Regions from separate parts of the Macaca mulatta genome. Here region 2 is linked to region 1. A link is a contact called in public Hi-C data. All regions are on one chromosome and are shown on one strand. Each heading gives the region's core, a stretch centred on a gene start, on an enhancer-like site or on the middle of the called end of the contact. The rest is flanking DNA. Distances are from core to core; before and after follow the strand shown. Region 1 overlaps VWF (von Willebrand factor). Region 2 holds the start of CD9 (CD9 molecule).

Evidence for each region. A called contact is a pair of places that touch in the nucleus more often than the background predicts.
Region 2: a Hi-C map of CD4 T cells shows a contact between it and region 1, with 4 times the contacts expected there. The contact joins the promoter of CD9 here to the enhancer-like site in region 1. A contact is called at or near these places in 4 of 14 Hi-C or Micro-C datasets (CD4 T cells, blood, fetal cortex germinal zone and 1 more).

What each region holds. Positions count from the first base shown.
Region 1 is chr11:7,006,906-7,012,083 of T2T-MMU8v2.0, reverse strand. VWF (von Willebrand factor) reads left to right here. Exons shown (of 52, transcript NM_001243086.1): 10 at 869-915. Among named protein-coding and RNA genes, the nearest start is that of VWF, 47 kb to the left of the region's middle. Within about 2 kb of position 2,598, at least 8 of the 40 cell types and tissues checked have an H3K27ac peak or open chromatin away from gene starts, as enhancers often do. A contact at or near this core is called in CD4 T cells and blood, where this site is marked.
Region 2 is chr11:7,127,698-7,132,875 of T2T-MMU8v2.0, reverse strand. It overlaps CD9 (CD9 molecule), which reads right to left and starts at 3,040. Exons shown (of 8, transcript NM_001260661.1): 1 at 2,859-3,040. The coding sequence starts at 2,924. It overlaps LOC144332741 (a long non-coding RNA gene), which reads left to right. Exons shown (of 2, transcript XR_013400791.1): 2 at 1-3,059.

The sequences.
Region 1 (5,178 bases), core at 1,349-3,848:
GACTGAGTTGGAGGCTACTGGTGGGGGCTAGGGGACAGGTTGTGGCAGGCAATGATGGGGAGCAAAGAGTATATTACAGATAAATAAGCCTTGAAGACGGGGAGGTCAGGAAGGGCAGGATCCTTCACACGCAGACAACATCTCTAGCTGTCCCTCCAAACTGCTTTCATAAATGATCCTCTCTCTCTGGAGGAGGGCTGTATCACTAAGCAGCACGTAGGTCCTTCTCTCCTTGAAATCTCTCATCTGCCCGGTGGTAGGGAGTTGCAGTGGCCAGTGGAAACTCACACCAGTCTGCCCTCCCTTGGTCCTTGCAGTAGGCCAGGCCCAGCCTGGCTTCTGTCATCTCAAGCACCCCTGGATGTCACCTCTGGCTTGCTTTGCCAGTCCCCTGTGCAGCAGGGACAAAAATTCGTTTGGTCCCCAGGCCTTCTCCCTTTGTTGTCTTTCCCGCATGGCAGCCTTCTGTGTCCACTGAGCCCCCAGGTTTTCAGTCGGCCACCGCCCACCACACTTCTGGGCTGGGAACTACCCATTTCCATATCGCTGTCTTGCGCTCTGCCACTCACTGTGTGTGGGGCAGGAATTTGACTTCTTGGTATCTGAGTAGATTTTCAGGGGCATCAGGTAGTTTTTCTTTCTTCTTTTTCTGTCGGGATTTCTTCCCCTGGATATTTCTAATATTCCTTTGTGGCCAGAACTGTGTCCTGTACAATTTTAACCCTATGAAGATTCTGCTAGCACCAGCTCCTTTCTTCTCCCGCATCCCTTCGTTTGGGGACTGTGATAACTACCATGAGCTCTAAATCCGTTTGCATACCCTTGTGTTTGCAGAACCACCAATGACCTGTGCTTTTCTCCCCGACAGCATTTGCCGAAACAGCCAGTGGATCTGCAGCAATGAAGAATGTCCAGGTAGGCGACCTGCCGCTCATTCCCTTCCTCCTCCTCTGAATGGGGAGGCTTCTCCTCTCTTAGCAGACAGGGAGGGCCACACATCAAGGCAGCGAGAAGTTGCCCTTTCTGCACAGGTTGGCTGCGACCGCATGACCCCAGCTCTGGTTTCAGGTACCAGCTATGCTAACCCATTCACAGGCCAGAGGTGGGAGCCCTGCAACAGCTGAAAGGGCAGAACACACCTGTGTTCAGGTGTTACTGTCTGTTCTTATTTTCTGTTTGCTGAAAGGATTAAGGTTGAGCTGTAAGGCCTGTATGGTCATGATTGTCTTGACTAGACAAAGAGGATACAAATTCTTTGGAAAATTAAGAGGTAGAAGGGCCTGGTAATTCTTTAGGCTTAAAGGGACCGTTCTAATGGAATTTTCCAAAATGACTAACATGAAGACCATGGCGTGGTCCAAGAGCTAGGAAAACCAGGTCACCAAATGATTCCTCCCATCCTGTCCCTGCCCTGGAAAATCTGCTTAGGAAAAATTATTGAGCAATCTCTGCCATTTGCTTTCTCCTCTGTTTGGCCCCAACTCTATTCTATTAACTGCAAACCTTGCCCATTCAGAGCTCCCTTCTGCCCCACCTTCCAATGACCTCGGACCTTGCCCTCTGTGGTCACTCACGTGGTGTTTTCTGTGCGCTGGCCGTTGCACTAAACATTTTCCAGTTACAACCTGTGAGGCAGGTGCAATTTATTCTCACGAAAGCAGAAACAGACCTAGAGAGGTTAAATGACTTGCCCAAAGTCACACAGCTGCTATGAGGCAGAGCCAGGGCTTGAACTCATAATTGCCTGACTTCTTACTTTTTCCCTTTCCTTTCTTTTCCTTCCTAGTCCTAACCTTCGGTGGGCCTGAAGTGGGTTGAGCTTGGATACCTGGGATTGTATTTAAGGTCTGTGAATTAAAGGCTTTAGGATAACTCAGGACCTTATCCAGTGCCCTGTACACTGGGAAAAAATTTTGGAACTAGATGTGGGCTAGATCAGTTAGTCTAGCAAAGAGATGGCCACCCAGCCAGGTTATCTTTTGTGTAACCCTTGAAGAAAGCACGAAGGAGAAAGGATTGCTCTTGAAAGTGGTGTCTGTGCTCCATTGAACATAATTACGCCATGTCAAAGACTGAAGGAGCTCTTTGGAAGACATGTGAGTTGCTGCAATTAACTTTTGAAAACACTTTTAACATCTAAATAATCACTCATTGTATGAGATCTATGAGCCACAGTGGGTGGAATTAGGAATTGAGTTTATCGTGTGTGTTTTTTTAGATGTTTGTAACCACCAGATTAGGAAGTCTTAACTACTACTTACTGTAGGATGGGTCGGTCTTCCATTATCCTTCCAACTGTCCATTCATCCAAGTACTATTTGAACACCCACTGTGTACATGATGTATGTTTTCTGGGGCAGACAATATAATCCTCTGGTCTTCAGTTCAAAATCTGGAAGATGACTTTGCTGAGGATATAAGACATTATCTTGATGTCTTGATGAAAAGATACAGTTTCAATTCTGTCTACTAAGTGGTTTGATATTTTGCCAACAAAACCACTACGCTCTTCTCTGCATTCTCAAAGCCTTGGCTGTGACCATCTTTTTCTAGTTCGGGAGTTTTGTTGATCATTGCTTCCTGGTCCATGTGCACCCATGCACACGAGCATATTTCCACACCCTGCCATGACTCAGCAGGTGGTGGGGCTGTCTGATGCTCCCCGTGTAATGACTGCAGATAGAGCTTCTGATGGGAAGAATGGGCAGTATGGTTCTGGAGGGGATATGCTTTTGGCTCTGCTTGTAAAGTGAGGAGCAGGCCAGAGCTGCTCTGCAGCCCCTGGAGGAGTGGACATTGTGCATCTTAGAAATAGAGACCTGGGGCCAGTTGCAGTAGCTTCTGCCTGTAATCCCAGCACTTTGGGAGGCCAAGGCAGGAGGATCACTTGAGGCCGGGAGTTCAACACCAGTCTGGCCAACATAGCGAAACCCAGGCTCTACTAAAATTACAAAAATTAGCTGGGTGTGGTGGTGCATGTCTGTTAATCTCAGCTACTTGGGAGGCTGAGGCAGGAGAATTTCTTGAACCTGGGAGGCGGAGGTTGCAGTGAGCTGAGATCTCACCACTGCACTCCAGCCTGGGTGACAGAGTTGAGACTCCATCTCAAAAAAAAATAAATACATAAAAACACCTGGATTTTCATTTTCTGGAATAAGATGAGAGTGTGTTAGTTATCTATTGCTGTGTAACAAATTATCCCCAAATGTAGCACCTTAAAACAACAAATGTTACCTTACAGTTTCTGTACCTCAGGAATCTGGGTATGGCTTAGCTGGGTGCCTCTGGCCCAAGATCTCTTATAAGGTTGCAGTCAAGCCATTGACTGGGGCTGTGGTCTTACCTGAGGTCTTGATGGAGGGTGGGGGTAAAGGGGATGCTTTGAAGCTCACTCATGTGCTGCTGGTGGCAGGCATTGCTTTCTCACCATGTGGATCCTCCCTGGGGCCTCCTTGTGACGTGACAGCTGGTTTCTGTGGGCAGAATTGTTTCAGAGTGAGTAACAGGGAGCAGTGGAGACAGAAGCCACAGTCTTCTAAAAACCTAGTCTCTGAAGTGACATCCTCTCACTGCTGCTGTATTATCGTCACTAGAAACAAGTCAACACATCCAGTCTACATTTAGGGAGGGGAGAGGTTACACAAAGACACTAATCCAGGAGGAGATGTGTCCCTGGGGGCTATCGTGGAGGCTGTGCAGCGCAGTGTTGTGTATGGGTAGTGGGAGAGGGAAGACAGGGCCCAGGAGAGCAGCCGTCTGGACTGGAGAGAGGCTGGGTTTTGCATGATGCTCCTAGACCTTCGTTGTTCTCTGCATATCCCTGCTTACTGGTTAGGATGTAGGGCAGCCTTAGGGACAACTGTGGCTTCCCCATAGCCTGCAGACTTCCCTTTCTGTAACCCTGAGCCTCTTTTCCCTTCCTCTGCAAAACAAACTGTGTGGGGAAGCTCTGCTAATTTAGTTCCCATTGATAGGAGCATGTCTGTTCATAGGGACTATTCTGCAAATGAAAACAACTCATGCTATAGGATCTCAAACTCCTAGTGCAAGTATGTGGAAGGGACTTCTATCCAGCTGGGAAAGGGTAAGTGGAAGAATTTTCATTTGTGTCCCAAACCCCGTGGGACTGTAAATGTGGCCAAGAATGGAGGCCGAGAGTGTAGGCTCTGGACTTAGGCAACCTGGTTGGAATTCCAATTCCATCTCTTAGGAGCTGGGTGACTTTTGCCAAGTTAATGATTTGTAGCCTCAGTTTCCTAATCTGTAAAGTAGGGCTCGTGACAGCAACCTCATCCCATGGCTCTTGTGAGGCTGTTAACACACAGCAAGTACTCAACAAACGTGGGCCATTTTACCATCTTCACAGAGCTCACAGGAAGCTGTTCCATTAAGTAGGGTCAGAGAAGGACTAAGACATAGGGGAAAGCCCAAAGGAGCCTGGAATGGGGAGGGAGTGGTGTGTGTTTTGGGGGGTGGCTGGGCCAGTGGGGCAGGAGGGAGGTCTGGCCTCCCTGGAGAGGCTGGTGGACCTGTCCTGGACAGCTGGAAGGGAGGCCTTGCAGTTACTTGTTGCTTGTTTGGTTCAAGATAATTTCTGATGGATTCTAACACAGCCCTAATAATTTGACCTTGGGAATCAACGTCAGTTTGTTCTGAAGCCTCCGGGAAGGAAGATAAACCCCACACCCCAGGCTAACAGAGACAGCGATGCATTATCGGAGCAGATGCCTCTTACATAGGAAGATGCGTTCTGAGGGCCCTGTGCTTTCCTGGGGGTTCTGACTTCTCGAGTTCACAGAAAATCTCCAGTGGCCTGTTCACTCCTGATGGGGTTTCTGGAGTGCCGTCAGACCCCCTTCAGCCGGGCCAGGGCATCATGTTTCATAGACAAGGCTTTCCTCCCCCTGGTCTCTACGTTCAGAGACCCAGTTGTCCCTGTGCCCCTTGGTAAGTGCCCAGGATTAGAATGACATCAGGCATGTGAGAAACTGTAGGAGCCAACCCGTGAGGCAGTTTTAGGTGGTATCAAGGGCTTTGAGCTCTGTAGCCAGACAGACTGCCCGTGTTTAGATCCCTGTTTGGCTTCTTTGGGAACTTGGATGAGTTGAACTTCTCTATGCTTCAGTTTCCTCATCTGTAAACTGCAGATAATAATGAGCACTTCATAGGAGCAATCAT
Region 2 (5,178 bases), core at 1,791-4,290, 120 kb before region 1:
CCACTGGCCTCACAATTCCTGCTTTCCAAGGCCCACATCAGGTTCCAAATGCCAAGTTTATAAATGTCTGGTCTCAAGAGAGAAACGGATGTGGTGACAACATAATCACCCAAGCAGTTCCCTTGGGTTACAGTTTTCCTTAAGAAAGTTTTGGGAGCTTCATTCCACCCTTCTCCCGTTCCCGCTCAGCAGCCAAACCCAGTTGGGTGAAGTAACCTAGTTCTGAGACCACCCTGCCCCGTCATCTTGGATAAGTCACCTAACCTCCCTGGGAAATAGTTTCCTGATCGTCAGTATAGTGGGGACAATGCGTCCTGCTCTTGGCTACATCATGGGGCTAGAACAAGAAAGGCTCTAAAGACTAAGACTCTGCACAAGTGGACCGACCACAGTCTTCCTTTTCATTACATCATCTCCTAGGGATGAGGGCTTCGTCTCCATAGGGACCCAGATACCAGACAAATGAGCAGTAATTCAGGAAAGCATAGCTACTGCCCACCTTCCTGCTTCTGATGAAGATGGAAGAGGACAGAAGTAAGGGCCCCAGGAGTTGTAATACTGGCTCTGTCTCTGTGATCCTGGGTAAATCACCCCATCTCTCTTCCTCTGCTGCCTCACTATGGATAAGAGGGCTGGAATGTACGATCTTCAAGTCATTCCAAACATTTCCAGTGCGAGTGATTTCTGTTTCAGACTACATAGCTCATCAGCTGCACCTAGGCCGGGGCCAGGGGTAGGGGGCTCTGAATACGAGCAGGGTGGCAAGCTGAGGACAGTACGGACAGATTGCAGGCCAGCAGGCCACAGACAGAGTAGATACTACTGGCCGTGGGAGCCTCGCATCAGCTTCCTGCATATGCCATGGGGCAGATGGGGGTAGAGAGGCACACGGTGGCCGTCTGTGTTTCCCTGCAGTCCCAAACCTGGATGCAGTCTAGGCAGACAGCTGGGGACGAACCAACACAGGCAGGGAGAGACTGTACCTGGGAGGGGAGAGGAAAACTCCCAAAGGTCAAGGGTGGGTGAGGCCAGCTGCCTTCCCACATACTTTTCTGCTGCCAGGGATTGGTGAAAGGAAGAAGCTAAGCGTGGCAGCTGGCTGGTTGCTGGGGTGGGTAGCAACACAGGAGGAGAGGGGTGCCCACGGCCGGCAGGGTCTTCTTAAAGCAAGTCAAGGGTTGGGCAGGAGCACACCTACATGTTGTCCTCACTAGGGCGTGTGTTATGGTGACTGATGCACTAGTGGAGGTCAATCTCTACAAACTGGAAAATCTGTTCGACCACCCCTTCAGCTCTGGGGAGGAGTAAATCTTAGGAGATTTCCCTAAGGAGGCTTGTGGGGACCTCAGTGACCAGGGGAATAAGTACACTTTCTTTTTTTTTCTTTTTGAGACCGGGCTCACTGTGTCACCCAGGCTAAGTACAGTGGTGCAATCATGACTCACTGTAGCCTTGACTTCCCAGGTTCAAGTGATCCTCTCATCTCAGCCTCCTGAGTAGCTGGGACCACAGGTGCATGCCAACACGCCCAGCTAATTGTTTATTTTTTGTAGAGATGGGGTCTAATGCACTATGTTACTCAGGCTGGTCTTGAACCTGGATGAAAGCAATCCTCCTGCCTCAGCCTCCCAAAGTGCTGGGATTACAGGCATGAGCCACTGTGCCTGGCCAAGCGCACTTTTTCTGTTACAAGACTCTGGTGGCATGCACCTGTTTCTACATCCATCTTGAGAGTGGCACACAGACTATCTTCCTGCCTGCAGAGGGGCAAGTATTGTCATGCGTGTGTAGGGAATGTGGCTACAGAAACAAGGACACAAAGGTTTCCTATTCCTTGCTTCTGTCACCTCTCTGTCTTCCCATTTGTAGAGGCTGAGTGGCCTGCAGTGGGTGTCCCTGGAGCTCCTGGCCTCGTTGGCCTCTCCGGATGAACGTCCGCTCTGCGCCCTGCCTGGCCTTGGGTGGGCCGCCTGGGCTGGCGGGGAGGGGAGGGGGCAAGGCCAAGGCTGTCCTGGGCGGGCAGCTGGCTGGCACCTGATCTCTCCCGGAAATGCACACACAGGACTCATCCCACTAGAGGCGCAGATAGGTATCTGCCCTCTCCTCTCCTCTCCCCAGCTCCCAGAGTTCTCTCCAGTGAAGATACTTATCAGCCTTGAAAGAAATCAAGACAAGCTAGTCTTTCAGTAGCTGCCAGGGAGTTTGGCGCTCTCACGGTGGTTCAGAATCAAAGTCTGAGGGAACCGGGACCTGCGAGGTTCCTCCTCAAGGGTGGAGGAGCCCCCGACTCTCAGGGACTGGGTGCCGGGGCCGGACCCGCAGCCAAGGCACCCCTTCCGCTCCTGTGTAAAAGTGAGAGCAGCTCTTGGCTGAGCTCTCGCCGTGCCCGCACCCTCCCTTCCTCGTGCCCCCTACTACCTGGGAGACCCCACCCAGTCACGAGCCGCACTGCTCACCACAGTCCTCCTTGGCCCTGGCCCAAAGAGGGGTGCTCCGCTTCTCCCTGCCTTCCCCTCTGGCACTTGGAGGGGCTTGGGCTGGGAGCAGACACACAGCCCAGCTCAAATCCTAGGCGAGGGAAAGGGCTCAGGACCCGCCCGCACGCCCCATCCCAGGAGGGCCCGGCTCCCCACGCCCGCTGGGCGGTGGTGAGCCCCCACCCGAATGCGCCCGTCGCGGCCGTCCCGCCCGGCTCTGGACCCGGCCTTGGAGCCAGCTGGCAGCCGCAGGGCCCCCTCTCTTCCCGCCCGGTGCCTGCCCGGTGCGGGCAGTGCCAGCTGCCAGCACCCGCGGCCAGTGTCCGGGGTCCGCGAACAGGTGGCCCCTGAGTGGAGCGTGCGGCAGTCGCGCTCACTCACCCAGAAGATGAAGTTAAATCCGAACAGCAGGTATTTGATGCACTTGGTGCCTCCTTTGACCGGCATGGTGAGGGCTAACCTAGCCTGGGTCGAACGGGTGCGGGACTGAGGGGCGAGTGCAGCTGGGACAGGCGGTACCCGGGCTGGACACAGATACAGGCGGCTGTGGGCTGGTCTCCGGCTGCACTTTTAAAAAGTGCCACTCCTTAGGGCGCGCGACCCGCTGCGGTGCGCATGTGCCGGGAAAAGCCGCCCCCCACTCCCCCGCCGGCCACGCCTCCCGCCCCTTCGGCCCCGCCCCGTCGGCCCCGCCCGGGCCGCACCCCGCCCCCTGCCCCCGCCCAGGTCCGGCGTGTCTCGGCCCCAGCTGCCCGTCGGAGCCCGACCCTCTCCCTGTTTCCCCGCCTAGTCGCCCTAACCCCCACCCGCCACCCCCCCCCTCCTTCCAGCCGTCTTGGGGTCTTTCCAGGCAGCCACTCCCTGCCACTTTTACCGCGGACTTCTGTGGAGGCCTCGCCCTTCCGGTTCCCCCGGTTTGGTCTGGGCGCCCGACCCGGCTCTTTACTTTGGGAGACTCTCCCCGGGTCGTCCGGGCTAAAGGCCCCTTGTCCAAGGCCTGGTCCCGGAATGAGGGGCCCTTCTGCTTTGCGAGGATTTAAAGGGAAGCCGCCTGGCTTCATTTCGCCCTCGGCTGCCTCCTTGCAAGCCTTCGCTCGCTGGCCATACTTTTCATTGGGCACTGCATGTGGGGTAGGAGGAATTAGAAGCGCGCAGTCTGGGTGGGATGACAGATGGGAGGCTTTTGGAAGTCATTAGCAAGTACCTATCACCGAATGATAACATAGCTGAGGGCTGGGCAGTCCCCAAGCGCTTCCTGCACTTGAGGTTTAGTTGCCCTAAAGGGGAAAAGGGTTTGTAAACGGCTTCTGTTTTCTCTCTACTCCCCCACCCTCCCTCCTGCGTCTTTGGACGTGTTCGCTGCTGCCTTGGACTGCTCCAGATGCCAAGCTCGGAGCGCTTCTCTTCAGCTCACAAACTTTCTGTAGCTCTCCAGATTCAAGGACCTAAGTCGAAATGCCTCGTCCTGCCTTCCAGGCCCTGTGCAGAGCACTGATCTGACATCTCCCGGACCCAGAGCCCACCTCGCTCTCTGGCCGGCATGCGCGCTGGCTGGCTGGCCCTCCCCACGTCACTTGTAGGAATTCTGCGGGTCTTTAAACACTCCTTTCCTGATTCTCCGGAGTGGACGAGGAGAGTCCCCGTCCTTTGAAGTTCCAGAATCCCTTTGTATTATTTTCAAAATGAAGTTTCCTTTAGCGTCCTTTATTATTGCAAAAGCAAGATATAGTCATTACAGAAACAACCGAAATACCAAGAAGTAAAAGTAACAGAACTCAAAATTCTGCTCATCAGAAACAGCCACTGTTAGCACATTGCTGTTATTTTCCTGTTTATTATCATTAGACTTGTCTCATTGATTAAAAAACATTTTTCAGTATCTCTTAGGGTGTTTCATCAGGGGTAGGAGCTGAAAAAAATGGATTAGCCCTTGTTTCTGCTCAGGGTCCAGTGTGGGAGGAGACAGGCAGCCAGACAATGGTTTGAGGGTGACAGGTGCAGTTACAGAGAGAGGCTTGGGGGCTGAGAGGCTAAGCAGAAGCCTCTGACCCAGACTGGGAAGTGATGCTGCAGAACCACAGGGAAAGTTGCCGCCAAGGGAGAATCCTGGGCAAAGGCTGGCACAGGGGCTGTCACGGGAGGTTTGTGGGGAGGTGAGAAGGAGCCTTGTGCTCCTGGACTTTGCACTCTGAGCATTAGGGGCCACCGAAGGGTTCAAGCAGGGGAATGGTTGGATCTGCTGTGTTTTCAGAGGTTCTCTGCTTGTGTTTTAGGTAGGTGGGTGGGGGAAGGCCGGAGGGGCAGGTAGGAAGCCCCTTGAGGATCAGGACCATTATTGGCATCTCAAGTCCTTGGCTCAGTGCTTTAGGGGATTGCATGGAAAATGGAGATGTTGGCCGGGCGTGGTGGCTCACGCCTGTAATCCCAGCGCTTTGGGAGGCCGAGGCGGGCGGATCACAAGATCAGGAGATCGAGACCATCTTGGCTAACACGGTGAAACCCCCTCTCTACTAAAAATACAAAAAATTAGCCGGGCGCGGTGGCGGGTGCCTGTAGTCCCAGCTACCCAGGAGGCTGAGGCAGGAGAATGGAGTGAACCCGTGAGGTAGAGCTTGCAGTGAGCCGAGACTGCGCCACTGCACTCCAGCCTGGGGTACAGAGCGAGACTCCATCACTCTGCCTCAAAACAAAACAAAAAAAA